7 separate regions of the Mus musculus genome follow, and all the other regions are linked to region 7. Evidence: chromatin contacts called from public HiChIP or PLAC-seq and promoter capture Hi-C data. All regions are on one chromosome and are shown on one strand. The core of a region is the stretch at or near the end of the contact, and the rest is flanking DNA. Distances in the headings are between cores, read along the strand shown.

What was found. Promoter capture Hi-C pulls out the DNA fragments that hold promoters and counts their contacts. HiChIP or PLAC-seq counts read pairs in DNA pulled down with a chosen protein or histone mark.
Region 1: a contact with region 7 is called in a promoter capture Hi-C map of neural stem cells. The contact joins the promoter of Cacna2d4 here to the promoter of Zfp9 in region 7. A contact is called at or near these places in 1 of 39 promoter capture datasets (neural stem cells) and 1 of 115 datasets of contacts at active chromatin or transcription factors (the NIH/3T3 cell line).
Region 2: a promoter capture Hi-C map of liver shows a contact between it and region 7, with 3 times the contacts expected there. The contact joins the promoter of Zfp239 here to the promoter of Zfp9 in region 7. A contact is called at or near these places in 1 of 39 promoter capture datasets (liver), 1 of 484 Hi-C or Micro-C datasets (embryonic stem cells) and 1 of 115 datasets of contacts at active chromatin or transcription factors (bone marrow-derived macrophages).
Region 3: an H3K4me3 HiChIP or PLAC-seq map of embryonic stem cells shows a contact between it and region 7, with 5 times the contacts expected there. The contact joins the promoter of Cacna1c here to the promoter of Zfp9 in region 7. A contact is called at or near these places in 2 of 39 promoter capture datasets (both in embryonic stem cells), 7 of 484 Hi-C or Micro-C datasets (Th1 cells and embryonic stem cells), 7 of 115 datasets of contacts at active chromatin or transcription factors (embryonic stem cells, extraembryonic endoderm stem cells and stem cell-derived neural progenitor cells) and 1 of 9 other capture datasets (embryonic stem cells).
Region 4: a contact with region 7 is called in a FOXA1 HiChIP or PLAC-seq map of pancreatic cancer cells. The contact joins the promoter of Lrtm2 here to the promoter of Zfp9 in region 7. A contact is called at or near these places in 4 of 39 promoter capture datasets (the 3T3-L1 cell line, the C10 cell line, embryonic stem cells and 1 more) and 7 of 115 datasets of contacts at active chromatin or transcription factors (the NIH/3T3 cell line, astrocytes, embryonic forebrain and 3 more).
Region 5: a promoter capture Hi-C map of embryonic stem cells shows a contact between it and region 7, with 4 times the contacts expected there. The contact joins the enhancer-like site here to the promoter of Zfp9 in region 7. A contact is called at or near these places in 8 of 39 promoter capture datasets (cranial neural crest, embryonic stem cells, hippocampal neurons and 3 more) and 1 of 115 datasets of contacts at active chromatin or transcription factors (astrocytes).
Region 6: a contact with region 7 is called in an H3K4me3 HiChIP or PLAC-seq map of neural tube, with 5 times the contacts expected there. The contact joins the promoter of Dcp1b here to the promoter of Zfp9 in region 7. A contact is called at or near these places in 1 of 39 promoter capture datasets (liver), 2 of 484 Hi-C or Micro-C datasets (group 2 innate lymphoid cells and muscle stem cells) and 4 of 115 datasets of contacts at active chromatin or transcription factors (the NIH/3T3 cell line, astrocytes, embryonic stem cells and 1 more).

The regions. Positions count from the first base shown.
Region 1 is chr6:119,235,051-119,238,906 of GRCm38.p6, forward strand. It overlaps Cacna2d4 (calcium channel, voltage-dependent, alpha 2/delta subunit 4), which reads left to right and starts at 1,474. Exons shown (of 38, transcript NM_001033382.3): 1 at 1,474-1,819. The coding sequence starts at 1,656.
Region 2 is chr6:117,861,173-117,864,645 of GRCm38.p6, forward strand. It overlaps Zfp239 (zinc finger protein 239), which reads left to right and starts at 1,709. Exons shown (of 4, transcript NM_001001792.2): 1 at 1,709-1,970.
Region 3 is chr6:119,106,715-119,110,460 of GRCm38.p6, forward strand. Cacna1c (calcium channel, voltage-dependent, L type, alpha 1C subunit) reads right to left here and starts at 1,781. Exons shown (of 47, transcript NM_001159534.2): 1 at 1,213-1,781. The coding sequence starts at 1,261.
Region 4 is chr6:119,328,573-119,332,200 of GRCm38.p6, forward strand. Lrtm2 (leucine-rich repeats and transmembrane domains 2) reads right to left here and starts at 2,194. Exons shown (of 5, transcript NM_172492.3): 1 at 1,923-2,194. All of the region lies in intron 26 of Cacna2d4 (calcium channel, voltage-dependent, alpha 2/delta subunit 4), which reads left to right.
Region 5 is chr6:119,197,629-119,201,454 of GRCm38.p6, forward strand. It overlaps Dcp1b (decapping mRNA 1B), which reads left to right. Exons shown (of 9, transcript NM_001033379.3): 4 at 1,300-1,366; 5 at 3,194-3,323. Among named protein-coding and RNA genes, the nearest start is that of Dcp1b, 24 kb to the left of the region's middle. Within about 2 kb of position 2,508, at least 15 of the 459 cell types and tissues checked have an H3K27ac peak or open chromatin away from gene starts, as enhancers often do. A contact at or near this core is called in embryonic stem cells, where this site is marked.
Region 6 is chr6:119,173,523-119,177,425 of GRCm38.p6, forward strand. It overlaps Dcp1b (decapping mRNA 1B), which reads left to right and starts at 1,731. Exons shown (of 9, transcript NM_001033379.3): 1 at 1,731-1,920. The coding sequence starts at 1,771. It also overlaps a transcript of Cacna1c not described here.
Region 7 is chr6:118,477,770-118,481,656 of GRCm38.p6, forward strand. It overlaps Zfp9 (zinc finger protein 9), which reads right to left and starts at 1,504. Exons shown (of 6, transcript NM_011763.2): 1 at 1,437-1,504.

The sequences.
Region 1 (3,856 bases), core at 224-2,723, 760 kb after region 7:
AAGTACCCAAGGAACTGAAAGGGTTTGCAGCCCCATAGGAGGAACAACAATATGAACCAACCAGTAGCCCCAGAGCTCCCAAGGACTAAACCACCAACCAAAGAGTACACATGGAGGGACCCATGGCTCCTGCCATATATGTAGCAGAGGATGGCCTTGTTGGACATCAATTGGAGAAGAGGCTCTCGGTCCTGGGAAGGCCCGATGCCCCAGTGTAGGGGAATGTCAGGACAGGGAAGTGGGAGTGGGTGGGTTGGTGAGCAGGGGGAGGGAGGATGGAATAGGGGTTTTTTGAAGGGAAACCAGGAAAGGGGATAACATTTGAAATTTAATAAAGAAAATATCTAATAAAAAATTAAAAAACAAAACAAAACCTGCAGTCAGGTGGCAGCCACAGGGTCCCCTGAGCAGACTGAAGGCTTTACATTTTCAAAGAGTCCCTGCATTTTTAAAATGCAGGTTGATATGGGATGGGGTCAGGGCCAAGGAGACCAACTGTCAGACAAGACTCACAGGACATACAGTGACATCATGTGATAACCCCTGCACAGCTGATTGACAGGAGCTCTTGGTGGGACCAGACGCAGGAAAGCAGGTGGCACATAGCTGTGACTGATGGATGCCTGCTCAAGCTGGCCAGGAAGTAAAGGGACATGGCCTCCCAAGAGCCAGCACAGGCTGAGGGCTGCAAGGTCAAGCAAAACGTATATACTCACTGCAGAGGGACGCAGCCTTGGGATGACGTAGTTCTGATGCATGTTACACGTGTGAACTAAGGACACTATGCTAAGTAAGGTGAGACCATGACAAAAGGATGACAATGACATTTGATGAAAATGAGGCAATCAAAATCAAAGACAGGAGGTGGGGTGATGGCTTCCAGGGGAGACAGCGAAGCTCTGTCTCGCAGGTTTACCTTGGAGCAGGTCGAAACGCATTGTCTGCTGAGCAGTATGTGCGCACAGCATGGGAGGGTAGGGTCCTAGGTTTCCAGGTGTGTTGTCAGAATAAAGGGATGTGCACCTCCAAGGCAGGCAGACCTCCAGGTTGCTAGGGTATTCCCTGTGCATGCCAGTCATGTTTGGCTGGCCCCAAAACTCCAGGCCTGGAAACGTGAACCACACCACCTCCTTCCATCTCAGCGCCCCAGAGCCTAGCCCCACAAAGTGGGCTGCCCACCCCCTCCTACGGAATGCTCAAAGGGCTACCAGTGTCCTTCAGGGTCTGGGGCTAGCACAGCTCTGAGCAAACTCAGTGACCAGGGTGGGGTATCCTCCTCCCCCCAAGTTCAGAGGCTGTCTGTTCTGTGGCTATCAGTTGGCCTCTTTGGAGCAGAAGGGCACACTGGCCCAGCTGCTCAGAGCTGGAATCAGGGCAATCCTGCTGAGGTCACCCCACTCCTGCATCAGCCCCTCCTCTGACAACAAGAAGGGATTAGAGGAGAGGCCAGTGGATTAGAGGGGGTGCTTGCTCACTGCCTTCCCCTTTGATCACCTGGGGTGGACCCTCTGCCCGCTGCAGCTGGGGGCAACATCTTTTACTTGGGACTGGACAGCAGGCAGAACACTTGCATGCCCAGGAGTTCCTGTGGCAGCAAGTTATCTCCCAGCAGGGGCTCTGTCCTCCTCCCCTGCCCCTCCCCCAGTGGGAACACCATGGCAAGATGCCCCATGCTGTCCTCTAGCCACAACCAAGACCACAGTGGACGGTGGACAGCAGTGTGGACCTCCCTGTGGAAGACGCCAATCATCCTGTGGCTGCTGCTCTCGGACACCTCCCTGCCTACCGTGAGGGGCCAGACCACAGTTCCTCTGGAAACGTGAGCCTTGACTTTGATCCTACCCTGAAGACCCCTTCTTGACACCTCCTCCCTCTAGCCAGCCTCTGAGAGAGCCTTTCCTTCCTAGCCTCATCCCCCCCCCCCATCCCCAGCCTCCTCGTATCCTTACTGATTTTGGAGTTCACATGTCCTTACCTTCTGGCTTTGTGTAGTTGATATCCGGTGTAGATGAGAATGCAGGCAGCCAGCAGGGAGGTTAAACTACAAGGTAGTATGGGTCTGGGCTGAAGAGGTGCTGGAAATGACCTTTGTGTCACACCCCCAGGGCTCATGGGGTGACTGTGTTTGAACACCAAGTAGGGGTAAAACCGCTGTGAATGGACAGGCAGGCTGGTGCCTACATCAGGGCTTTGTCTAGGGACTCAGGATGGGTTCTGTTGGCCTTGTTCTCTCCATACCTGTCTCCTTCAAGGCTTCAATTCTGCACCACACATTAAAACTGGTATTTGGAAAACATTGACACTCAGAATTTACATTTGATACAATCTCCCTGGATGGTTATTTTTTCTTCCCCAGTCAGGAACATTCCAGACACTAAACGAAGCTGAGGGTCCTAGACTGACTCTTCACAGTTCACATCTGTGTCTAGCTGCTGGTACCCAGCTGACAAGACGGGGCCCATGCCAAGTCTGTTATTTGGGAAGAATGGGTTTCCATGACACTGGGTGACCTCCCCTCCACCCCCCCTTCACCCCCCCCAACACCACCCCCCAGCTCAGCTCAGCACTGTTCCAACGATGGCTTTCAGCCCAGGCAGTCTCTCGGAGAGGGAGGTAATACCATTCTCCAAGCACGCAGGTCCACAGATGAAAATGCTGGAATCTGTACTGCTGAGCCAGCCTGGCTTTTGAGACAGCCACTGCAGCCTTGCACAAGCTGAGCAGTCTTTATCCCAGAAAGCAATTTCCGGGATGGCAGGGGGCCAAGCAAAGATGGCTGGCATCCAGGGTGGCCATCCACACAGAAACCTAGAGAGAAGCATGGGATAGCCACCTCCCAAAGCCCCGCTGCTGCCTTCTGTTCCCAGGAGGATGGGGCTCTACCACACTCTCTCCTCCTGCTTGTGATCACCGGGTCCCTTGCAGTCCTTTGCCCCTGTCCTGTTGAACCTCACACTCAGCCCTCAGCCTTGGCTACTTGCCCTCCCTACACAAGGCTGCCACAAACCTCCTGGTTCCCGATCCTGGAGACTGTGGCCCCCACAGTTGGATGCGTGAGGTGTTCCCCTTTTCTCTTGATATCCCACCTCTTGACTCCTGGAGCATAGAGACCAGCTTCCCATAGGGCTCCTGAGTGATTTTTCTGCCACCTTCAAGAGAACCTTGCCGTCTGCATGTGCCTGAAACCACAAGATGTCCCACTGCCTGCCCTCACAGATCAACCCATACTACACACTTTTCTTGCCAAGACTCCATTTGCCCTCAGTGTCTCAATCCCACACATGCCCCTAAAGCTCCTTCCAGTCTCTTCCCTGTCAGACTCCGATACGCAATGCCTATGCATGCTTCTCCCTGAGTATCATGGGAGTTTGTCAAGATACAGTGTTCTGACAGCCCCTAAGGTCATGGGATGTACAATCTACCTAATGACACTCAGTGACCTTGTGTCCGAAGGCTCACATTTACCATGGCCCAAGCTACATGCATCACCTTCCTCTCTCCCTGATTCACTCTGGCTGCTTTCCTTACATTCTCACCTATGATCAGCAAGCCAAGCTGGAGGCTTTGAAGTCATTTTCCACTCTGTTAGGCTCTCTACCTAAAATTCTCTTTGAAATCTCCTCACCAGGCTAACCTCCACCTCACTGAAGATGCTGAACTCAGATCCTGTTTCCTCTACTTCTCAGATCAACTAATTAAGACAGTCCCCCAATAAGACAAGCCCACAGCACAAACCAATGTAGACAGTTCCTCACTGATACTCTTCTCCTGGGTGCTTCTGGGTTGTGTCAAGTTAACAAAGCTATTCATCACAGGAATGCTGGGTGTTGGTATGTGTGTGTTTGTGGATATGGAT
Region 2 (3,473 bases), core at 459-2,958, 620 kb before region 7:
ATTTAGCAAGTAAAGCATTGGTTTCCCTGGGGATAAGGTCATGTTAGTGGCCCCATCTCTAGGGATGATTTCTTACCCATTATTCTTGCCTAAGCTACCAGGAACATGTAAATAAGAAAAGGAATAAGAAGCCAGGCATGGTGGCACACACCTTTAATCCCAGCACTTGGGAGGCAGAAGCAGGTGGATTTCTGAGTTCCAGGCCAGCCTGGTCTACAGAGTGAGTTCCAGGACAGCCAGGGCTACACAGAGAGACCCTGTCTCAAAAAACCAAAATTAATAAATAAATAATAGAAAACATGCACCTTGGATTCCTAGAAAGTGGAAAGTGATACCATACATATTGGGTTTAAATGTTATAATCTATTTTTATCTGAATGCACAACACCTAATTTAAGCATTCCAAATAGCCTTGACTTTAAAACGATCGGCCTTTCCTAGCCCCATTCTGTTACTAGTTTCTGCTATGAAATACCTAAGACCCTCTGGGCAGAACAAAGTTCAGTACTCTGGTAACTGTTAACAGTGTGTCCAGGGACCTGGAGAGATGGCTTAGTAGTTAAGAGCACTGACTGCTCTTCCAAAGGTTTAATTCCCAGCAACCACATGGTGACTCACAACCATCCATAATGAGATCTGAATCCCTCTTCTAGAGTGTCTGAAGATAGCTACAGTGTAATCCTATAATAAATAATTAAATCTTTATAAAACAAAACAAAACAGTGTGTCCAACCTTCTGTGACACACCACTGTCCTTTACAAAGGCCACATTCAGAAGAACAATCGGGCTGTTCTGGTTAGGGTGCCTGTCAGCCAATCCTGCCAGACTGCGATCAATCCCCAGGATCCACGGAGAAGAAGGAAGGAGGTGACTCCTGCAAGTTGTCCTCGGATGGCCACACCCACGGGGGAAGGGCTTACACACACAGAGGGAAATATATGAACAAAAGATATTTGTAAAAAGAAGTCTCAAGTCTGAGGTTTAAGAGTTTTGTGATGGGCTTTCACAACGTTCCTGGGGACCATGTGGGCTACAGATTGGATGTTAATGTCACAGGTTTACCTAGAGATCCTTTTGGGAGACGACTGCACACTCAGAAAACACTCTGAAATCCTGTTGGTAAGTGAAACTTAGCGACATTTAATACTATTGATTCCTTAGAATTTCGTTGACATTTTCTTTCAGATTTAATGGCATCAATTTCTGGAGGGGTGGCTATTTTATGATTAAAATTATTTTTTGGGTTTGGAAGTTCACTGATCTATTAAGTCAACCTTATGATCCAGTTTTTAGTTCTTTATATCCAAATACATTATTGTTGATTCTTAAAAATATTCTGTTTTTAAGTTTGTGTGTGTGTAGGTTTGTACACATGAACACATTGTACATGAACACAGGCGCCTGAGTCCAGAAGAGGGTGTAGGGATCACTGGAGTTAGAATTACAGGCGTTGGTGACCTGCGCAATAAATATCTGGAGACTGTACTCCAAAGATAAGAGCATGGAGTAACCAGTGATCGATTCTTTTCTTTCTTTTTTAAATTTCGACACGGGCTTCTCGAACTCACAAACCTCCTTCCTCGGCCCTAGTGATGAGATTACATGCTGTGAATACATATACCACACTATTCACTTAAAGTGGTTATTAACAGCTTCAGAATATTTTTAAGGCTGAAGACAATTTTATAATGATTTTTTACCCTCTAGCATCATCATAACAAGTAAAAGACACCTTGGGGGAGTATTTTAAAACTGTATGTGTCTGCAACGAAAAGAGTGCACAACAACTTGAACTATTCAGGGCCAACCACAACCTCAAACTGGGGGCTCACAAGAGTGAGCCCATCGTCGCCGGAAGTGAGCTCGGAAGTAGCGCTTTCCTGCCCGCAGCCTTCTGGGACTTGTAGTTCGAATCCTCGATGATGCTCGGGAGTCCTGCGTTACCAGGTGTGGGTTCTACCTACAAGAGGTGAGCAGAGCTGGGCTGCCCCAGGGGTGGGCAGCGGTGTCCTGGTCCAAACTAGGGGGCATTACCACTCGGAGCCAGGCTCCGAGGCTGGGAAGGCTCCTTGCGGCTGCGATCCCACGTGCTAGCAGCCACGGTAACCCCCAAACCCCCAGTAACACCCCGTGCACCAGGCCACCCTCACGGAGGGCCAGGCCCCTGCAGCAGAGCAAACCGCAGCTCCGTAGACACCCTCCTCTTGCTTGACCAAGTTCTGACCTGGGTGGGTCCAATGATGATGTTGCTGGACATCAGGAGACCATGAGAGAGGCTCCTAGAAGAGACCCCTAAGAGTACTAAGGTTTCCGCTGCACAGCCCTCCCCTCTGCGACCTAGAAACCAGTCAGATTTCTGAGAGGACGGTCTGGCAAGGGATACTGGGTAGCTGTAATGCACGCAGTGAGAAGATGCACAGAACCTGAGAACACCCACTCCAGAACTTCAGTATTGAAATAGGTTGGTCTGAGGAGATGGGCATGTCAGAACTACCCTAGGCAGAATCTGCCCCTCCCTGAAAATATGACCATGCTTCAGGTGACTTGCAGTTTCTTTCACCAAAAATGCCTCATCTCTGAGCTAGATACAGCTTTTCTTTCTTAGAACAAACTAGGAAATCAGCATTGAGTATTTGCCTAGAGTGAGGTCCTTGTGGTCTTTCTCTTTATTGCCAAGCTTCATTGTGAGATTGGTATTTTATACAAGGGAACGAGAGCATTTGGGACCTTACAATATGTATCTAGCAAACGGTATCAACTGGTTCAGCATTGGGTCTGCTGACCCGGAAGTTCTATGTTAATTCTCACTACACTGCCTTGCCACCTTGTGAAGTACTCAAAACATCCAACCAAGCTCTTCTGAAAGGCTCTATGGAGCATTTTCTCCCTGTAGTCTGGAAGTCGGCTCTCCTATCGTACATTTCACTCGGTGTATGTTCCACGAGTTACTCTTCGTTGTTAAGACCAAAATATCTTGGGTAATGAGTTTGTAAAGAGCAAAGATTTGTCTGCTCAAAGTTCCATCGTTTTAGTCTGTCATTACTTGACTCAGTTTTGGACCTATGAAACAGAGTTTGGTTCACCTCATGTGGGAAAGACCTGGATCCCAATATCACTTTAAGGGTGCATCCCCAGTGACCTACATTCTTCCTACTAGGTCCTACCTCCTAAGGATTTGACCTCCTTACGTGAGATCAAAACTGTAGCTTGTTGGAGATCATTCCAAGTTAGTATATGCCCAGTCTAATGCTAAGTAGGAAAAAAAAAGAATATAAACTGAAGCTTTTCATCAAAGAACTCATGTTCTTGGTGAGCAGATTATATGTAGCCATCATACATATGATGATTAATCTTGACTGATAATTGAACTGAGAGATTCCTAGGAATTAGTGAAGCACACTTCTTCCTGAGTCTCTAAAGGTGTTTCCAGAGAGTATTGGATCACTAGGGCTCTAGCCTCTGGGATGTTTCA
Region 3 (3,746 bases), core at 531-3,030, 630 kb after region 7:
AGCTGTAAAGCCAGCTCCCCGGCAGCCTTAATCTGCAAAGGCAATAGCCCTTTCCCCAAATGGTGACAAAAGGGTAAAAGGAAGAAGGGGCTGGGTACCAGTATCAGGCCTGGAGATTACTTCCACAAGGCAAGGCTCTGGAGAGTCACTAAGAAGTACCCTGGCAAGGCAAGGAAAGACACAATGTGGAAGAGCAACGGTAGCTGCTGAAGGCGAAAGAGAAAGGGAACAGTCAAGCAACGGGGCAGAGAGCCCGTAGAAAGGGCATCTTGGGACTGCAAGACACTTCAGCTTGATCACCTTAACCACTAAGCAATGTCAAAAATAATAACTTGTCGATGGGGACTGGGGAGGAGAGGGAGAAAGTTTCCAAGAAGTGGGGAGCTACCCGAAAGCCATTCACCATTAGAGGGGAGCTGATGACACTTGATGCCCAGGATGGAGATGCTTAGAGAACACTAAGTATGGAGCCTCAGAGCTAGTCACACCCTTTCATGATTCCCTGAAAACATGGAAAAGCAAAGCCCACACATCACTGAGGCTTCTAACCGCTTTCCATCCTCAGGTGCGAGTCCACACTGGGGTGCTAACAGTAACACACCCGGCACCCGGCGTGGGCTCGCTCGGGGTCAATGGCAGTGGAGAGGTGGGCGGTGTTGAGAAGCCGAAGAGCCTGAGAGCCTGGAGAGAGGAGGCGCGCTGAGACGCACAGCTGCAGCCCCCGCCCCCACCCCCACCCGCGACCCGGAGCGCACTGCCCGAGGAAGTGGCGTCGGGAAGAGTGGACGTGGGGCAGCCTGGGGGGCCACCGGCGCGGGGCTGGTCTCCGTAGGGGTGCGCGCGAGAGCGCGCGTTCCCTGCCGCGCCCCAGCAAAGCAAGGGACCCCGAAGCAGCGGCTCCTCGGCTCGCCGTGGCCAGACTGGCCGGCCGGCTTTCGAGGCAAAGGCGAGAAATGCAGGCAGCGCCGACACTTGGGGAACTTTCCCCCTCGCTCGGGATTTCATGGGAACCACATGCTCCGAAGAAGCCCGGCCGCGGAGGGGGAGGGGCGGGAATTTTCCGCTCCGGCTCGCACGGCGGCTCGGCCGGCTCCCGCGGGCTCCCGCGCGCGGGGTTGGCGCCCCTCGCGAGGCACGCGGCGAGGGCCGCTCCACCGGGACCCGCCGTGGGCAGCGCGGGCGAGCCCGGCGAGGCGCTGGGGTCCCGCTTACCTTGGTGGTTTTCCTCTGGAACGTACATCCTCGTGTTTTCATTGACCATTGGCCAAAAACTGCTTGGAAAGGAGAAGCCACAAAGAGGAAGAAATGCAGCAACAGCCGCGAGCGGCTCGGGATGGATCCCTCCTCCGAGGCCGGCGGCTCTCGCGCAAATCCAGGAACCCGTGGATCCGCAGTGGTTCTTGCTCCCTTCGGGTGATTACCTGATCCCCATTATTGCACCAAACACCAAAAACTGCTGCTTTCCACTACCGCCTCCTTTCGTGAGATTGTAATGCATCCTCAGTACATCCGGGCCCCTTCCAAGAATTTAGCACCGCACCTCTGGCGGCTACACCATTTGAAAATAAAAATGATAAGAATAATAAATGGAGAGGCAGAGCGAGAAGAGGCGCAAAGGCGAGGCGAGGGAAAGCGGCGGGCCCGCGGCGCCGGGTGGACCCCGAGCCGCCAGGGGGCCCGAGGCGTCTCCGGCCCGCCCAGGGCGATCGCCGCGAGGCCCCGACCCGCGATCTTCGGCGACGGCAGCCGCGAACACCTGAGGGCGAGCCCGCGGGAAGCGTCGCCGCCGCCGCCGCCACTGCCGCCGCCGCTCCGGGCCGCGCCGCGCCGAGCGCCGTTCTGGCAGGGAGCTGTTTCTGCAGAGGCAGCGAGAGGGAGACACCGGGCGCGAGAGCGCGGCGCGGCCTCCCTCCTCCCTCCAGCCCCGCCGCGCCCGCGCCCGCCCCTGCCCGCGCCCGCCCGCCCGCCCGCCCGCCCGGCGCGCCGGAGCAGACGAGCTGAACGCTTCCAGATGTGGCGGCGGCGCGCGGCGGGGACCGGAGCCCGAGTGGAGCGGCGCCGCCACGCGAGAACCCCCTGGCTTCGCGACGGCGGGGAACGAGCCCAGGAGCGGACACACCTCCGAGAGCCCGGCTGCAAGACCTCCACCCTCCCGAGGCCCCGCGGCCACCGCGCGTCCCTGGGGGGGTGGGGGGGGGCGCCACGCTAGCAAGGCCTGGGAGGGGAATCCCGGCAACACGAACTACAATGTGCCCAACTCCCGGCCCCTTTCACATCGACCGGACGAAACAGCAAAATGAGCCGTGATTCTGTTGATCGATTACAATCAGAGCGGTTGTAGAAGTGACACACACAGGCAAGGATGGGCAGATGGGCGGGGAGAGAGAGAGCCCAAGAGGCGGAGCCTTGTGGGCAAGGCAGCAGTGGTGCCCAGATGTCTGAGAACATTAACACAGCCAGGTTTGCTCTCTCCTTGGGGTCAGGCGAGCACGTGTTCTGCCAGTGTCTCCTTACCTACTTCTCTTAATTCTGCCACCCTGGCGGGGAGCTATGAAACACTTCTCCCTGACTCTCGCTGTCACAGTAATATGTATGGCACCTCCTGCACGCACGACCCTCTAGATGGGGCTGGTGAGCCCATTCTAGAAGGGCCTACCACTGGGAAACCAGATCTAAATATCAACCCTTAGAAGACTTCACGCCCTGTCTCCAGGTTCCCTAAAAGACCCTATCATCTACGTGGCTTTAAGCACGGCTAAGTGTCAGCTGCAAATCTCCAGTTTAGACCTTCCTTCTCACCCATAGGCCAGCCAACCTGCCCTCTCCACTTGAGAATCAAACCTTATATGTCCAGGCCTGCTTCTCACACAGCCTTCCCCCAACTCAGCTGAAGAACCCTGGAGACACCTTGACTTGATCTCCTCCACCGCTTCACATCAGTATATCTCGGAATTCACCTCAGACAGAACAAGGCAGTGTAACCTTCCCTGGCTTTCTCTGCTGCCACCTTCCATGGCTGAGCCAAAGTTCTACCTCTGGCGCTCTGCAGTAGCTGGTTCTCTATTTACCCTCCTCTCCTCGGGTTCGTTCGGTTGGAACAATCCACTTCAAAGGGTGCGTCTAACCCAGACCCTCCAGTGGCCTCTGTCATTTTAGTGACAGTGACAGTATCCTACAAGGACTGCAGGAACAGCTAGGGACGACGTCCATCACACACTTTCCAACTGCTGTTCCTCCTCGCTGTTCCTCCAGAAATGATCCCCTCGCCTGCACTCACACCCTGCACACACAAACCTCTTTCCCCTGTTCTTAGTCTTACCCTGAGTAAACACTGCGACCTGCCTACCCCCAGCAAAGACTCCTAGTACTGTTTTCTCACTGCGTTTCTTGGAGCAACATCTGGTAGGTAGTGGGTACCTAATACATTCATGCTGAGTGAGTGAATGAAGGAATGAAGGAATGTCCCCAGAAGTACCATTCGCTGCATCATCTCAAGATGCCTCCCTGGTCACTGCTTGAGACCCAAAACCTTACCAACTCCTCATTTTCCCTAAATTAAACTTAATGGTGATCTAATTGTTTGTTGCTGCTCTAAGGGGTGTGTCTTTGCCATCCTGGTCTGTGATTACTCAACTTGCAACCTCCAGTGTGAGAAAGAAAATTAGAAATTACACAGTCCCATTTGGGGAGCTTGTTGGATTGTATCTCAAGGGCAAGTGTGACTGATTGTATAAGCCAATAATAAA
Region 4 (3,628 bases), core at 944-3,443, 850 kb after region 7:
GCCCCCACCTCTGCCCCCTGTCAGTCACCCCTAAGCACATGCTGCGCTGTGAAGCAGTTTCTAAACCCCTTCTGCTTGGACCAGCCACACGCCCTTCCTCCAAATTCCTCTCATTCTGCTTGGACCAGCCACACGCCCTTCCTCCAGGTTCCTCTCATTCTGCTTGGACCAGCCACACGCCCTTCCTCCAGGTTCCTCTCAGTACGCTGTCTTATCCCCGCCAGCTTCTTGAGCCACTTTCCTTGTGAAATTCTTCCTGTCTCTGACAGAAAGAAACCTTGGAAAGCAGAGTAGGAAGGAAACCCAACACACACGGGGTTGCTCTGTGCCGCTGAAGAAGCCATTGAGGACCCGGGAGGCTCCCACCATTCAACTGCCTCCCTGGGCAGGTGCCAAGGAAGATCACTCACTCCACACCCAAGCCTCATCCTGGCTCCCCGCTCTTCCCAGCCACACACACACACACACACACACACACACACACACACACACACACAATCACCCATTCCAGCGCCTTCCTTTGCCACCCACCTGACTAAAGCAAGACCCTGACTCTGGGTCTTGGCACTTGGAAAATGAGACTAGGGTAAGCTTGTCCTGAGCGCAGACACATCCTCTAGCCAAACCTCAAAGAACACAGCTGGGGGGGGGGGTGGCTTAAGAAGCCCGTCTCTTTGCCTGTCCTGCCTGGTTTTCCTGTCTCCCTCTTCTGGCAGAGCCGGAGCCCTCCTGCAGTGGGAAGGTGGGGGTGGGAGCGCTGGGCTCTTCTTGGCAGCTTGGAAGCTGATGTTGGATTTCCCTACCAGCTGGACTTCCCCCGCCCAGCGCCACATGCTGGCTCCTTCCCCTCCCCCCACCTGCTGTAGTTATCTAAGCTGTGGGCCTGTCAATCTGAGTCACACAAGGCAATGCCCAACAAACCCTGGCAGCCTGGTGCCAACATCCCCACCACCACCCTGGAATGCAGACAGCTGGGGGTGGGAGGCAGAGCAACCAATCAGAGCCCAGTCCCAGACCTGCCGGCCATACAGGAATTTGAACTGCAGATTCCTGGGCAGAATTCAGCGTTATGAAATGGGCCTGGGGCTCCTGAGAAGCAGTGTCCTGCTCCGAGTTGGCCATCCATGCCCATATGAGCCAGGCAGCAGGTGAATGTGACCTCGCTGTACGCTGCCCCCTACACTAAGCACCCGGGGCTTGGAAGGCATCTGACCCACCTGCTGCAAAGGGCATTATGCAGTGGTGGACCACCTAAGCATCTCGGGCTCCTGGTTTGTTTGGCCATCTAGTGTGCTAAAAATCAAGGCCTGGGTTTGTAAGGAAGAACTACCAGACACCCCTCCTTCACTCCCAGCCACACCCCCACCAAGGAGGCTCTATCAGGACTGCAAAGACTATTCCAACTAGGAAGGGCTCCTTTGCACCCTTGTTCAAGGACAGCTACCTCGGGGCCAGCAAGGCCAGCAAGAGCAACTGGTATAAAGGTCCAGCCTGCGCCTCCTCACTCAGTGGGTCCTCCACCCTCCACCCTCACTCAGGCCTCTCAGAATGCCAGCCTGTTTCCAACACCCAAGCTGTCTCCCCCTCCCATAGCTGCCGCTCCTCCCGCTGCAGGGACATTTCCATGCTACCCGGGGCCATCATGTGGCACCAGCACTGCTCTCCTCCCTGTCCCCTCCTCCATACCCCCTCCTTAGCAGAATACACCGCTATGTCCCCAGCACTAAGGAGTCAGAGTTCCTAATGCTCTGTACCTTTGGGTTGCCCAGGTTATCTGGTCCTAAGTGGTTCCCCCACCCCACCTCAGCAACTGCCCTGGGAAGAAAGCCCTGATCATCGTGCAGGGACAGGTGGTCCCTAGTTCCCATACCCAAGCCCTTTGCGCCAACCCCATTCTCTCCCAGAAGCCGCTCACAACTCACCTTTTTGCACCGGGACCTGATGCTCAGACCAGGTAGCCGGACACACGGGCAGCTTGGCAGGCAGAACGCAGGGATGTCCGGTCTGGTTCAGGGCAGCGGGAGACTGGGCAGCGCCTGTGAAGGAGGCGGACCCGCAGGCTGAGCTGCCGCTGCCGGGGAGGGGGCTGCGGGGTCAGCGACAAACTGAAGCGAAAGAGGGAGGGCGGGAGGAAGACAGACCGAAGAGGGGGAGAGGTAGAAGGATCAGAGCGCGCGTGCTCAACAGCAAGCAAGCAGAGGGAGGAGAGCGCGCAGCGGAGTGACAGCTGGGGCGCATCTGCGATGGCGGGCGCGCGCACCGGCCTCCGAAGCTCTGTGGCAGCAGGAGAGCGTTTGTGGGTGAATCTCCGCTGCCCCAGACTACAGGTACTACAGGTACCCTTATCTCCTCTCACCTCCCAGGAGCGGCCATCTCTGGCTGTCTAGAAGGCAGGACCTTCCAAGGGGTACAGGACCCAAAACACAGCCCCGCTGACTGTCTTGGATCTTAGACCTGCCGGAACACTAGGTCTGTCTCCTGTGTCAGACCCCAGTTCTGATAAGGAAAAACCAGCTCCTTAAAGGCTGAGTTCCTCTTACAAGAGGAACGCTGAGGGTCCTCAGAGATGCCAAGGCAACAGAAAGCCCTTTAGACAAGGGGCTGAGTCTGTAGATGTGACCACCCTTGGCCAGGACTATTTGGGAGAGAGAGGTGTCAGAGCACGCAGCTGCAACCTGAAGGAACAACAAGCAGAGACCATGTGCCTCTGTGCACACGGGGAACTGAAGGAGCTGGCCTTGGTGGTCTAAGACCTCTCTCCCAATCAAGACAGAGCAAGTCTAACACATTGCCATTCACTGGCATAAAGAGTGTTCCTTCCAATGCGGGGCTGAGCCAGAGGCTAAGCCAGAAGAGAAGCTGGACTTCCCAGCCTGCAGCCTGAAACAGGCCTCATTCCTTTACATCCTGCCTGTTCAGCAGATGATCTAGCTTGTAGGTAACACAGCATGAATATGTATCTCAGGGTCCTTTCTCTATGTTATATGCAGGGCTGGGCGCGCCTTGATTCAGGACTGCAATCCAGCAGAGCTGAGAGAGTCCCCATCCTCTCTGAAGTTCCCTGTGCCTGCCCTTTCAACAAGGCAACCAGCCACTACCCTAACACTCTCCCAGCTCCTGCCTCAGCAAAACAGACCCTTCAGGAGCACGGTGATCTCTGTGCATAGTGATCTATCCCTGCCTTAAAAACTCAGCTCTGGAAGGTGGGGGTGGGGGCAAGATGGCTCTCCTAGCAGGTAGCAGCACTTGCTGTCAAGCCTAATAGCCTGGGGTCAACCCCGAGAACCCACATGGAGATAAGAGACTCCCACAGGCTGTCCTTGGGATGGACACACACACACACACACACACACACACACACACACACACACACACCATATAAGTAAAATTAACAGCAACACCCAACATCCCTCTACAGGGATTTTTTTTCTCTGTACCACTTTATAGTTCTGATCACAGAGGAGTCCGTGTGGTAGCTTTTTGTCCTGTATTGTGAGCTGTTTGGGGGTAACTTGCCTTACCTTTCCCTATCACCCACAGCTCTATGCCCTCCTGTTGGTTAAATCTATGCTTTTGCTTCTCAAGTAGTTAGCAGCTGAGCAGTTACCCCGTGCTGAGTTCTCAACTT
Region 5 (3,826 bases), core at 1,258-3,757, 720 kb after region 7:
GGATGTGTGTATTTCTCTCTGAGAGAGTCACCAAGTTGAGAAAGCTTGGACCGTCATCTCCCTTTGCACTCTTCATGTGTAGGTGTCTGAGACCATGGTTCTGCATGCAGGGGCTGGAGAGGTGAACCAGAGGCGAGGAGCATTAAAAAATAAAGATTCTGCGTGCACTTGATGGGTACAAAATGAAGTTTTAAAGTCTCAGTGATGACTTTTGGCAAGTTGTTGGTTTGGATTCATAAAGTTTCTTTTTGATACCTGCTTAAAATAGCATTGAAAAGACATGTCCTGTACATTTGGCTATCCCTTAGTCCTATCCTGCGCCTTGGTGAGACGCGTGAGGAGAAAAAGATGTTGTGAGCCTGTCAGAGCTGTCTTCATGCACAACAGCTCCCTGCTTTGAAGGTCTAATTTGGTGTTTTCCTTTCAAATGCCTTTTGCTAATTTTCATTGCTCCGTCATAATATTGCTGTTGTTTTGAATGAAGTTTTGTTTAGTGCTCATGCAGTTCATGTGTTATTTATGTGATTATTTGCATATGTGACCAGGCCCTAAACTAGATACTCACAAATGTATCCTGCAACTGTCTTAACCCGTACTATAGATCTGATAGAGCTGGGTACACACTAAATTTAATAGACAGCTTACTTGGAAAATGGTTAAAATCAACCACAACGGTATTTTTTCCGTTCCTTGCTAAATGGTTACACCATCGTCACACCTAACCTTCCAACATTTGTAAATTTTCTGTACAGACATTTTAAAGTGAAATTGATTATTAAAATTATATTTTTCTAGTTTCCTATCCTAATAACTCATAGCCAGTTTTTCAGTTACCGTGTTCCTTGGAGAGGGAGAGGGAAGGAGGGTTCCAGGCATGAGATGAGCATCAGGTTCTGAATATTTAAGAATAAAGATGAAATGTGTTTGTGAGATGTGCAAATGGAACATAGAAACAATGACGTCTCAAAGCCAAGAAGTTTAGCATCCTGATCTCATTTTCAATCTGTAGCCGCTTGGTTATGAAGCGCTCACCAACTGCCTGTTGGGTAGAGGCAGGGAAGCAGGCTTCAGGGTGTAGGCCGCTCAGCAGCGCTTCTAACAGCACATGCTTTTCCTTTTGGCACGGGGTCTCATGTAGCCCTGGCTCTGACTCCAATGACTGCTTTCATCTATTTAATAATCACTCGAATGAATTCACTGTGACTGATTATTGCGGATTTTCCTGTAAGACGGAAAGGGGGTTCCCTTCCATTGTGTGCTTTGAGGATGCTTACGGCTTGTTGATGTGTTTTTCCCCAGTGTCCATTTATGGAATTTGGTTTTATGATAAGGAAGAGTGCCAGAGAATTGCAAAACTAATGAAAAAGTAAGTATTAAAAGGCCAATCGTGTCCTAGGAGCTGGCACTGTGGCTCGTATTTCTAAATGTGTGAATCAACACTAGCAGGAAGTGGTTCTCAGCTGTCATCCTCACACGACCCCACCCCCACCCCACCCCACCCCACCCCACCCCCAGACCCTGTCACTGCTTAGCATATGAAGAGAGTGAGAAACAGTTTTGCCCTGCTCTCTGCAAACTCAGCTTCTGTGGCTTATTGTTCTCTCCATGTGCTGTGAGCTGTTCCGCGGGGTGGTTTTCTTTGGCATTTTCTTCATTTGTAAATAAGTAGTATTTTCTATGGAAAGTTATGTGTCCATCAGTAAAATGAACATGCAGGGTCACCCTGAAAGGCTGCCCAGAGCCTTTGATACCCTCCACTTCCTTCTAAACTGTGCTTGTAACTCAGAGTTCCCAGATACACCTCAAACACCAAGGGCCTAGAATCCTCCTCAGTCCCCCTCTCTGGGGAAGTCCGAATCAGTTCATGTTAGTTTAGCAGTCGGTACAGAATCAATCACCTCTCTCTCCCCATCTCCCCCCCCCCCACTACTCTTAGACTTATTAGTCTCTTTCTCTCAAGCTGTTCCTGAGGTACTCTCTGACTTTGGCTTCCTTAATTGGATCACAAGGAGGCTCAGGTGCGATTGATTGGTGGGCTCTGACCAGTTCCGACTTGGCTGCTCACTGTCGGCTGCTGTTTATGCAAATAGCCAAGGTCATCAGAATTAATCAAATTCCTAATGGGGCTGGGTCTCTGTTTAGGATAGCTAGTCCCCATGTGGACGTGATGCTCGTCCTGCAAAGAACCAGTATTCGCTTCTACATCCCAGGGCAATGGAATGAAGAAGTGACCCCCACAAGGAAATAAAAACCAGGGAACACATTTTTATAAATAAAATTGACTCCTGAAACTCCTGCTTGTGAGAGCTAATTTTAGGCAACCAGCTCAAGTCCCAGATGGTGATTAAGTGTGTTCAAACTGGTATTTACCACCATAACAACTAGTTCCTTAAACATTTCATGGTGTTGTAAATTGTGCAAGGGACAATAATAGCCGGATTTCATATGGATTAAAAAATACCCTGTAACTCAGCCAAGAGGTCATGGTAAACCTGGTGCGTGCCTCACCCCTCAGGCAGGAAGCCGATTGTAGATAGCAAGGAGCAGTTGATCTGTGTGGATTCAGATGCATTCTCTAGTTAGAAGGAAATCTGTTGGTAACTTTGCAGGTCATACTTTACCAGTATCTGCATAGTTAACATAAGAATTTGAGCTGAAAAATCAAAGCACACAAAGAAAAGGACTTAAAAAAATGTTTCCCTGTAGCATTTAGGACCATGAGGTCAGTGTTCGAATGGGACCTTTTCGATTCTGAATCGCCAAGGTCTGAGGTGGTACAGCCCACCTTGCTTGACCTCACAGCATTCTGGAAGGGAAGGAGTCTGTACCATAGAGATCTTCCCTGTTGAATGTTCTGTAAGGCTTCCTCCACAGTCAGCAGCCGCCCTGCGGCTGTAGTGTAAAAGCAGCCAGGACTGCTCTGTCCAGCAACGAGCAGGCCTGTGTTTGTTATTCTCTTTATTAGAACAGGTGGAGCAGGCTAGAGTCCAAAGGACAGAGCTTCTGATGTCCTACCCTGGATTTGCATATGTGGCCTGTTGGCTCAGGACCTCTTCTCTCATTTTCTGTTTCAAATGCTTAAGCAGTCCTAAGATGGTTGTAGTGGGATGAAAACCCTTGGGAGAGAGTTGGAGTGATAAATAGCATCGCTTTTGACTTTAGTTTCCTGAATCGCAGCTTCCCGTTTTTCTAGCCTCACTCAGAGCGAACAGTTGAAAGCCTGTCATGGAGCCGGATCCTCCCCCGTGACCTTGAGCTCAGGAGAGGGCCAAGAAGTAGATATCCTGCAGATGCTCACCAAGGCCAAGGATGAGTACACCAAGGTGAGTCTCCTCTTCCTCGTGGGGATACCACGGTGGCAAAGCCCACCACTGACGGCAGCAGGTGAAGTCAACAGAGCAGGATGTAGAGGGAGCCTAAGAAATCAGTGGCCTGCATACAAATGGTATCCAGTTAGAGGGCCTCCTAGACTTAGAGTGGCAACGTGTAAACCAAATTCATGTCTTTGTTGGTGGGTAGGCCTGTAATCCCAGAATTAGGGAAGCTGAAACAGGAGGATGGTGAGTTTCAGACTAGCCTGGACTACATAGTGAAGTATTTCATAACTCAAAGCATGAGCCCAGCAACATGGCTTGGTAGGACACCTGCCACCAAGCTTCATGGCCTGAGTTTGATCCTTGGGATCCACATGGTAGACGGGCAGAACCAAGTTCCACAAGGTCTCCTCTTCTGAACTCCACACATGCGCTGTGGTAATTTAAAAAGTAGAAATCAGAACAAAAGGCATAAAAGTAGACTTGAACAGACAAAAGTGTATGCCCTGTTC
Region 6 (3,903 bases), core at 481-2,980, 700 kb after region 7:
TTGTCCTGATGGCCTTGATTCATTGGTTAATGTGCAAAGATCTACTCCAAGTGTGGACAGTGCCTTCTAAGTGCAGCCCGGATAAAAAGATTGTGTGACAGAAGGAAGATTTTTTTTTACCTCTTGCTTGCTGGCCTTCCCTATTGCCACAGGCTTGGTTTGATGCTGATACTGTTATGAGAACCAGTGTTTCCAGGCTTCCACTGTTGAGTAAGGACCAGCAGCTGCCCAGATACCCAGGTATTCAGTGCCATGTTAGAACTCGTGAGGCACTCAGCTTTATGCACTGAGCAACTACCAGATTCTCATCATCCCAAGTGTAAACTGACTTAATAAGTCACATAAATGAACAAGTCCTAGCCTCACAAAGACAATGTAATGGTACAAGGGATGCCACTTTAATGATCTGTTCATGTAACTATAAATATCCTTTGATGATATATCAAAATTTGACAAAGTGCAGTTTCTTGAAGTCCTATCACCCTTTCATACTTTGTGGGACACTGAAATCCACTGATCCACATTCGCCTTGAATGGATCTCCTACCTGTATGTGAGTTTGTGACACCATTTTATTATCTGAAAATCATTGAATGACCGGGCTAAGGGAGCTATATCTTTCAAATGTTGACAGTTCCCATTAGAGTATAATCTTTTAGAAGTGTACTCATTGATAGCACCACAGGTCTCATCTGAAGAGACTTAAGTATTGAGACAGTCAAGCTCATGGCCCATTTTTTTAAAAATTAACCTAAAAAATTATCATTAGCAACAATACCTACCCCTTGATTTCTTGAAAGAAACAGGAAAATCTTAGTTTTGAAAAAGCCTGTCCAGAATCTATCTGAATAGCCATAAGTTTGTTCATCTTTCTTTCATGTTAAACTGATGCTCTGTGGAAGTAAAATTAAACCCCTGGGCTGGGTGGTGGCACACCCCAGTAGTCCTAGCACTTAAGACCCCAAGGCAGGAGGAGCAAAGACTGAAACCTGCCATAGACTCTGTCTCGAGAAACAAGCCCTCCAACCCCAGCAAAACCTACAATAAAACCACAAATTCAGCCCATCTCAAGTGCAGAACATATTTGCCTAGAGGCAAATATGGCGTGCAACAGCTCTGCGTTATCCATTCTTTCTAATTTTTCCCCCACATTAATTTAAAAAATATACCCAAAGATTGTTTTTTTTTTTTTTAATTTAGTACTTTGACCAAGGGACGCCTGGCTTCAGCTGCTCAGACAAGTTTTCCAGAGAATAATGCACAGCGGCAAGAATACACCGGCTAGTGGTGCAGTTTGGGGCCTCCCTTGGTTCTTTACCGGTGCAGTCGTCCTTTTGCACACATCATGCAAGTCTCAGAATTGTCATGGACAATCATAACCTTGCAGGCCTCTGAGGCACTCAGGAAATCCCTCACGGATATTGGGGAGCCCCATTTAAGAATTCTCAGAGTTCTTTTTGGAGTGACTATGTTTGATTGGTCATCGAAGAGCCAAAGAAGAGCTCTGCAAAGGCGTGGGCCGTATTCAAGAAGGAAATGGGCACAGCTCAGAGGCTCCTGAAGAAAGAAATAGATAAAACGGGCTTCCTTGAGCAGGGCTGAGCTTCCTGTTGCCAAGGCGACGATCCTCCGCGAGAGGACCCGGCCATCGATTAGCGAAGCCTAGCCCGGGTCCCCAAATGCCGGAAGGTCGCCCCGCCGCGCTCGCTCGCTCGCTCGGCGGTCGATTGAGGGGGCTTCCTGAAGGCTGGGCAGGAGGGTGGGTGGGAAGATGGCGGCCGCGGCGGCAGGTGGCCTGCCTGGGAAGGGACACGATATCAGCCTGGCAGCCCTGCGGCGCCACGACCCCTACATCAGTCGCATCGTGGACGTGGCCAGCCAGGTGGCTCTGTACACTTTCGGCCATCGGGCCAACGAGTGGGTGCGTGCGGACGCCGCGGCCGTGCGGAAGGCGGGGCGCGGACAGGGCGGGAGATGCTGGGCACGGCTAGGCGGGCGGGGGCCGGTCCTGGTGGAGGGCGACCCGCGGGTCCACCAGCAGGTGGGGGACGAGGGACACAGAAGGTGTGGCCGGCTCCGCTGAGTGCGGGCCACGGGCTTTGAGATCAGAAGACAGAAGCTCTCCGGCAGCGGAGGGCAGCCCGGAAGCCCCAAACTTAGATAAGTCCAGCCTCGCGGAGGAGGAGCAGCCGGAGTGCGAAATGCAGGGCAGGCACCCACCTAAGAGCAAGCGTGGGAGAATAAAGAGGAAATGGACATGGGTGGGACACCCCAGACTTGGATGTAGGAGGCCAGGGTTGGTAACCTAACCATTTCAGTCCATTTCCAACAAGACCGAGTCCCAGCCTACAGTAACTGGATGAAGTTTAGTTTTCCACACAACTAGACTGGAATTGCAACGGGAGACCAATTAGTTCTGGCCTAGGCATTGGTTCTTATCATTTATAAACCATCCCTTTGAATATATAAAAGTGTCATTTCCTCCTCTTTTGTGACTTTTGTCCAAATATTCATCAGTATATAACCAATGCTTTTAATAAGGTTCATTGGGTGTATGGAAAACACCTTGCAAATTTTCAATTTTTTTCCCCCGGTGTGTTCGCCAAGACTGAAACAAACATCAAGATTTATGCAAAGAAAACTTTCATTTTTGAGCAGATTTATGATTAAGTAGGCTGTAATAAGAACGACCCAAAAACCATGCACACAAAAGAATGAAGAAAGTTCTTGGACGTGGAGCTTGGGGCAGGCACCTGCTTCATCCCCAACACCCCTGAAACAGGGCCGGGAATCTTTTCCGATAGTTTTGTCCGAGTTCTTAACTGAAGTGAGGCAAAGAATTCATGTCTGTTCTCCTAAGAGCCAAACCTGAAGGGGAAATCTGCAGAGATCCATTGTTCTGAATATCCCTAGTTTGATTAATTGAGGCTGTCTTTCTTGGACACCAGAGGAAATTACACTATGGGCCTATATAAGTAAAGGGAGTTTCCCCACTGAAATGTTTCTCTATTTATGTGAAGATACTGTACATAAACGTGCTTCACTTCTCTAGGTCAATGTTTCTCAGCCTTCCAAATGCTGGGACTCTTTAATACAGTTCCTCCTGTTGTGGTGACCCCTAACATAAAATTATTTTCGTTGCTACTTCTTAACTGTAATTTTGCTACTCTTCTTATTGTAATGCAATTATGTTTGGAGATAGACGTATGCCAAAGGGGTTGCAACCTATTAGTTGCATGCCCTCTGCCTGGACTGGCCTCTGCCTGCCAATCCACACCTAATATTATGGAGGTAATTCAGTTAGTATACATGGAGTAGGACCCAGTAAGAGTTAGTGGGGTAAGTTGACTCGGCAGGAGGCTCAGGCTAGAAGATCAGAAGCCGTTGAAATGTACAGTGCACCATTCCCACCCCTCGGTAGCAGTTTTCCTAACGCCTCTTCACAGTCCTGTGTGGCAGAAACCGTTTTAAATCCCTACAGAGGTGGACCAAACGCCCAGTGAAGGCCAGTGTCACATTGCATTATTTACAGGAGTTTTGTTTTCCTGCTTCCTCGACTTGTTTTCTTCAGACAGGATATAATTCACTCAGTAAAAGGTCATTTCTTTTCAAAGCCCTGATCTCCTAGGCTGTGGTTGCCTGGCAAAGGAGAGAGACTTAGTTCAACAATAGAGCAGTCTCTGGGGGCAATCAAGTCATCACTGCTGTTTCCCCGTGCTGTATCACTCAGGTCTCCGGATGAAAGCCTTTCCAGTGTAAACCTAATAAGTATAAAAATATCCTTAAAAATGAAAGGGAAGGGATTGGCACGAAGACGGGTGAGGTACAGGCAGGGAGTCCTTATCACATTGGAAGTCGACGTCGGGTGTTGAGAGGAAGAAGGAGGAATGCACAGAGAGTGAGG
Region 7 (3,887 bases), core at 254-2,753:
TCATCTTAAAGCTTTCAAATACCAGGCATTTCTTCTCCCTAAATTACAGTTTCTCAAAGCAAAAAGAAAACGGAGCACTTCTTCAAGAACCTTACATGTGATCCATTTTCTCTTATATATGATTCCTTTTGGTTCTGTTGCTATGTCTGCTACCGGCATTGGGACTTAGTTTCAATGCTATTATTCTTAAAGTGAAAGGAATTAAATCATGGTGAATAACCCTCTGTGCAGCCTCCGGTCAAGCCTTGACAGCCACACAACAGGTTTAGATCCCTGTAATTGACTGGCCTCTCAAAACAGGCTGAAACAGGGGGGTGGGGTGAAATTAAATTACATCTTAATGAACTGTTGCATGGCTGCCAAATCTAGCTTTGAAACAAATGAAGCTTTGAAACAAAATTACCTTCAAAAATAGCAATTTGAAGCCACATGGAGTGAGGCACACTTCTAGCCCCAGCACTGTAAAGGCCGAGGCAGGCAGATAGCAAGATTAAGGCTGGTTTAAGCTATAGAACGAGAGCTAGACCAGCTTGGACTACATAGTGAGACATTATTTCAAATAAATACATAAATAAAGTCATTAATTAATTAGACAACAGTTTTAGTACCATATTCCCTAAAAAGGTATATCGTGTATATAGATTAAAAACAAAAACAAACAAACAAAAAACCAAATGCTTAATTCCAGTCAGCCGGGTGCATACCAAAGGCCTAATGTATAAGGCCAGATACAAATGCGCCAATCATCAGCCTTAGGAAATCTCCTTCGTAACAGAGAACACAAATGAACAACAGTTCTCATCTTTTAGATCTGTCTCTGCTGGACGGGGTGGCACACACCTGTAAACCCAGCATCCTGGAGGCTGAGGCAGGAGTTTCAACAGCTCCAAACTAGTCTGGAGCTCCAAGGCCAGATCGACACCCCACCCCCAATCTGTTTTACTTCTATTCCCTTAGAGGGTGAGTGTATATAATTCCCAGATTCTCAGGAAAATTTAATACTGAAAGACCTTTTTTTAAAAAGCAATACTGTACTTCCAAATAACTGTTCAACAGTCTAACAAAGGATAGCTGAGGGATATGGGGAGGGAGAGCCTTAATTAATCTCTCACACTAAGGGATCCAGAGGAGGCTGGAGGAGTTTTAGGAATAGAAGACTCCAGGTATGATCAAGTATGCTTCAAGGCTGTGTCCTCAGCGGCTGCACGGAAAGCAGACGCAGACAGGACTGCGTGGAAGAGACAAGCCCGGCAGAGTTAAACAATAGAGGATTACGACCACCCGCAGGTACTGGGTAAACCAAACAGCCTCTGTGAACAGCTTTGAGGGGCCCAGATGAAAGGACCTGGCTCTGCTGGAAAAGCAGCAGCCCGCCCTGCTTGTTCCACAGCACTCTGCAAGACTGCCCTGCTCCGTGCGCCCTGAGCGATTCTCACCTCGGTGACAGCGGCCTCCGCTGCAGATGCCCGGGGATGGCTGAGAAGCGGGAGGACGCCGACGTGGCGGGAGGACAAGGCGAGTGGGTGCCACGTCACCCGGGCGGTGGCTCAGACCCGCCTGCCTCCCGCTGATGTCCCCTCCTCTCCCCTCCCCTTCCCTCCCCTCCCCTCCCCTCCTCAGCCCGCCCAGCGCGCTCCTCCCGCCGCCGCCCCACAGGATCGCGTGCTCGCTCGCCCGCCCGCCCGCCGCAATCGGAGAACCCCTCAAATCGGGGGATGCCGCGGGGCTCGGTGTCCCCCGCAAGACGAAGGACAAAAGTTCCTCAGCTGACAGGCGAGGGCTCTGCCCATGCGCCTAACGGCCCTCCTTTCTGGACTACGCTTTCCAGAAGCCTCCGCGATGACTCCGTGTGTGATCACGTTATGAAGTTTGGCTCTGAGTACCTCACTGTTGAGCGCTGCGCTGCTTCCCTAAGGCCTGATCTTTAAGGGGATGATTGAACAAGCAATGGGCACCCTGCGGAGTTAGACAGAAGGCCGTCAGAGGGTGCGCAGTGTGTACGGTGGGGTAGCTTAAATACTTGAAGTTTACATCCAAGGAGCTTGCAATTTTGTCTTAGGATTACTACCTTTCAAAACTATGTAAACGATAACACGAAACGCGAGAAACTAAAAAAATATGTACAGTATATATAAACCAAAAGAATACACCAAGTAAAGTGCCCTACATGTTAGTCCCCGCCTCCCCCTGGCCAAATTTTTAAAGTTGTATCCTACCGATGCAGAATGCCATTCTTATCCTCTCACTAAGAACGATGTCCTGAATATGTAAAACAACTTGTATATGTCCTTGGCCATAACTTTAGTCCGCACTGTACTAACCTTAGAAATATGGAAATATTACATTCTTCATACGAAAGTTACAATTTTTACACATAAATGTATACATATAGCATATATGGTGCCAGAGCTTTTAAGATCAACGACTGAGCCCCGGGCAGCCATAAGGACTCAGACTCATTGACTGGTCCTCAAAAGGCCAACTTAAGAGACAAGGGGACCAAACAGCCTGCAAGGTTCAGGATAAAGGTATTGTTGGCACAGAAACACAGCTCTTGCCTCTAAGGGGATAACTCTAAGGGGTTATTGTGAACTGAACATAATGATGGTCCTGGAACATAGACTTAGGGCACCCCAAATTTCCTTTTCCAACGTGCAAGCTGCTTCCCGGGGCTGTTTTATTTTGTGTATATGGGTTTGGGCCTGCATGTCTGTGTATCATGTGGGAGACATGCATGATGAAGCCAGAAGGGGGCATCTGATCCCTTGGAACTGGAGTGACGATCAGTCGTGAGCCATAATGTGGCACTGGGAAATGAACCCCTGGTCCTCTGGAAGTGGACCCAGCACTCGTCACCTCTGCCCCATCTCTTTGGTCCCTTCACAGAGCCTTCAGAGTAATAGAACAGAAGAAGTCATCAATGAGGACACTCACACACACTGGCGGAAACAATAGATGGGCAGGGTAAAACCAAATGGGAAAGTCTTGGCCTCAGACGCTCTCAGATGACACTCATAGCCTTGGGTTGGTGAGGACCAGCCATCTCGTTGTAGACTCCAAGTAATTTACCTGATAGTCACAAAGATGCCAGCTCACACATAGCAGAGGGCAATCAATTGCTTTTAGGAGTGCTAATGTGCTGGGTCACGTGACTGTGTGTGTGTGTGTGTGTGTGTGTGTGTGTGTGTGTGTGTGTGTGTGCAAGCGGGAGCGCAAGTACACTCACTGAAGATGGCCCACGATAACTTGACTCTGAACTGGTAGCATTCCAAATTCTCTATAACCATTGAGGTTCTAGTAAGCCTTTCAGGAGACTCTACTTCTCAGGGATCAGAGAGTGAAGGGCATCCCTAAGAGGAAATGGGGTCGCTTTAGAGTAAGTTGCCTGCTTTGCCTCCATGGCTGGCGTGGGGGATTGGTTTGAATGAGGAGGTTAAGAGGCGGCTCGGAAACAGAGTAGTAAATTTCAGAATACAACCTGTCCTCCCTGAGACTGGCCATTTGGGGTGAGATGTCTGAGCCATTAGGAGTTAGACCCTAATTGTTCTGCGAAAGCTTCCCAGGTTACTGGCAGGAGCCCAGCAGTCAGGCCCTGGCTGCTGGATGGTAAGGTTGGCTTCTTATTTTCAGCCCTTTTATTTTTGTCCTTTTGACTCTACAAGTCATAGTGACAAAGCAAAGACAGGAACTTCATCCAATGTGGCCACATTGGGGAGAGGAACAAAGAGAGCCAGTGTCCAGATTTCCTAATGTCCCCCTTCAGGGTACTCAAATGTGGCTAGGTTTAGATAGAATACAAGAGGTTTGCAAAGCTAGGTAGTCTCATTCTAAGTGTGGCCCTGCAGCTTCAATCCAGCATCCTTTCTGCTCCTGGCCAGGGCTCCGAG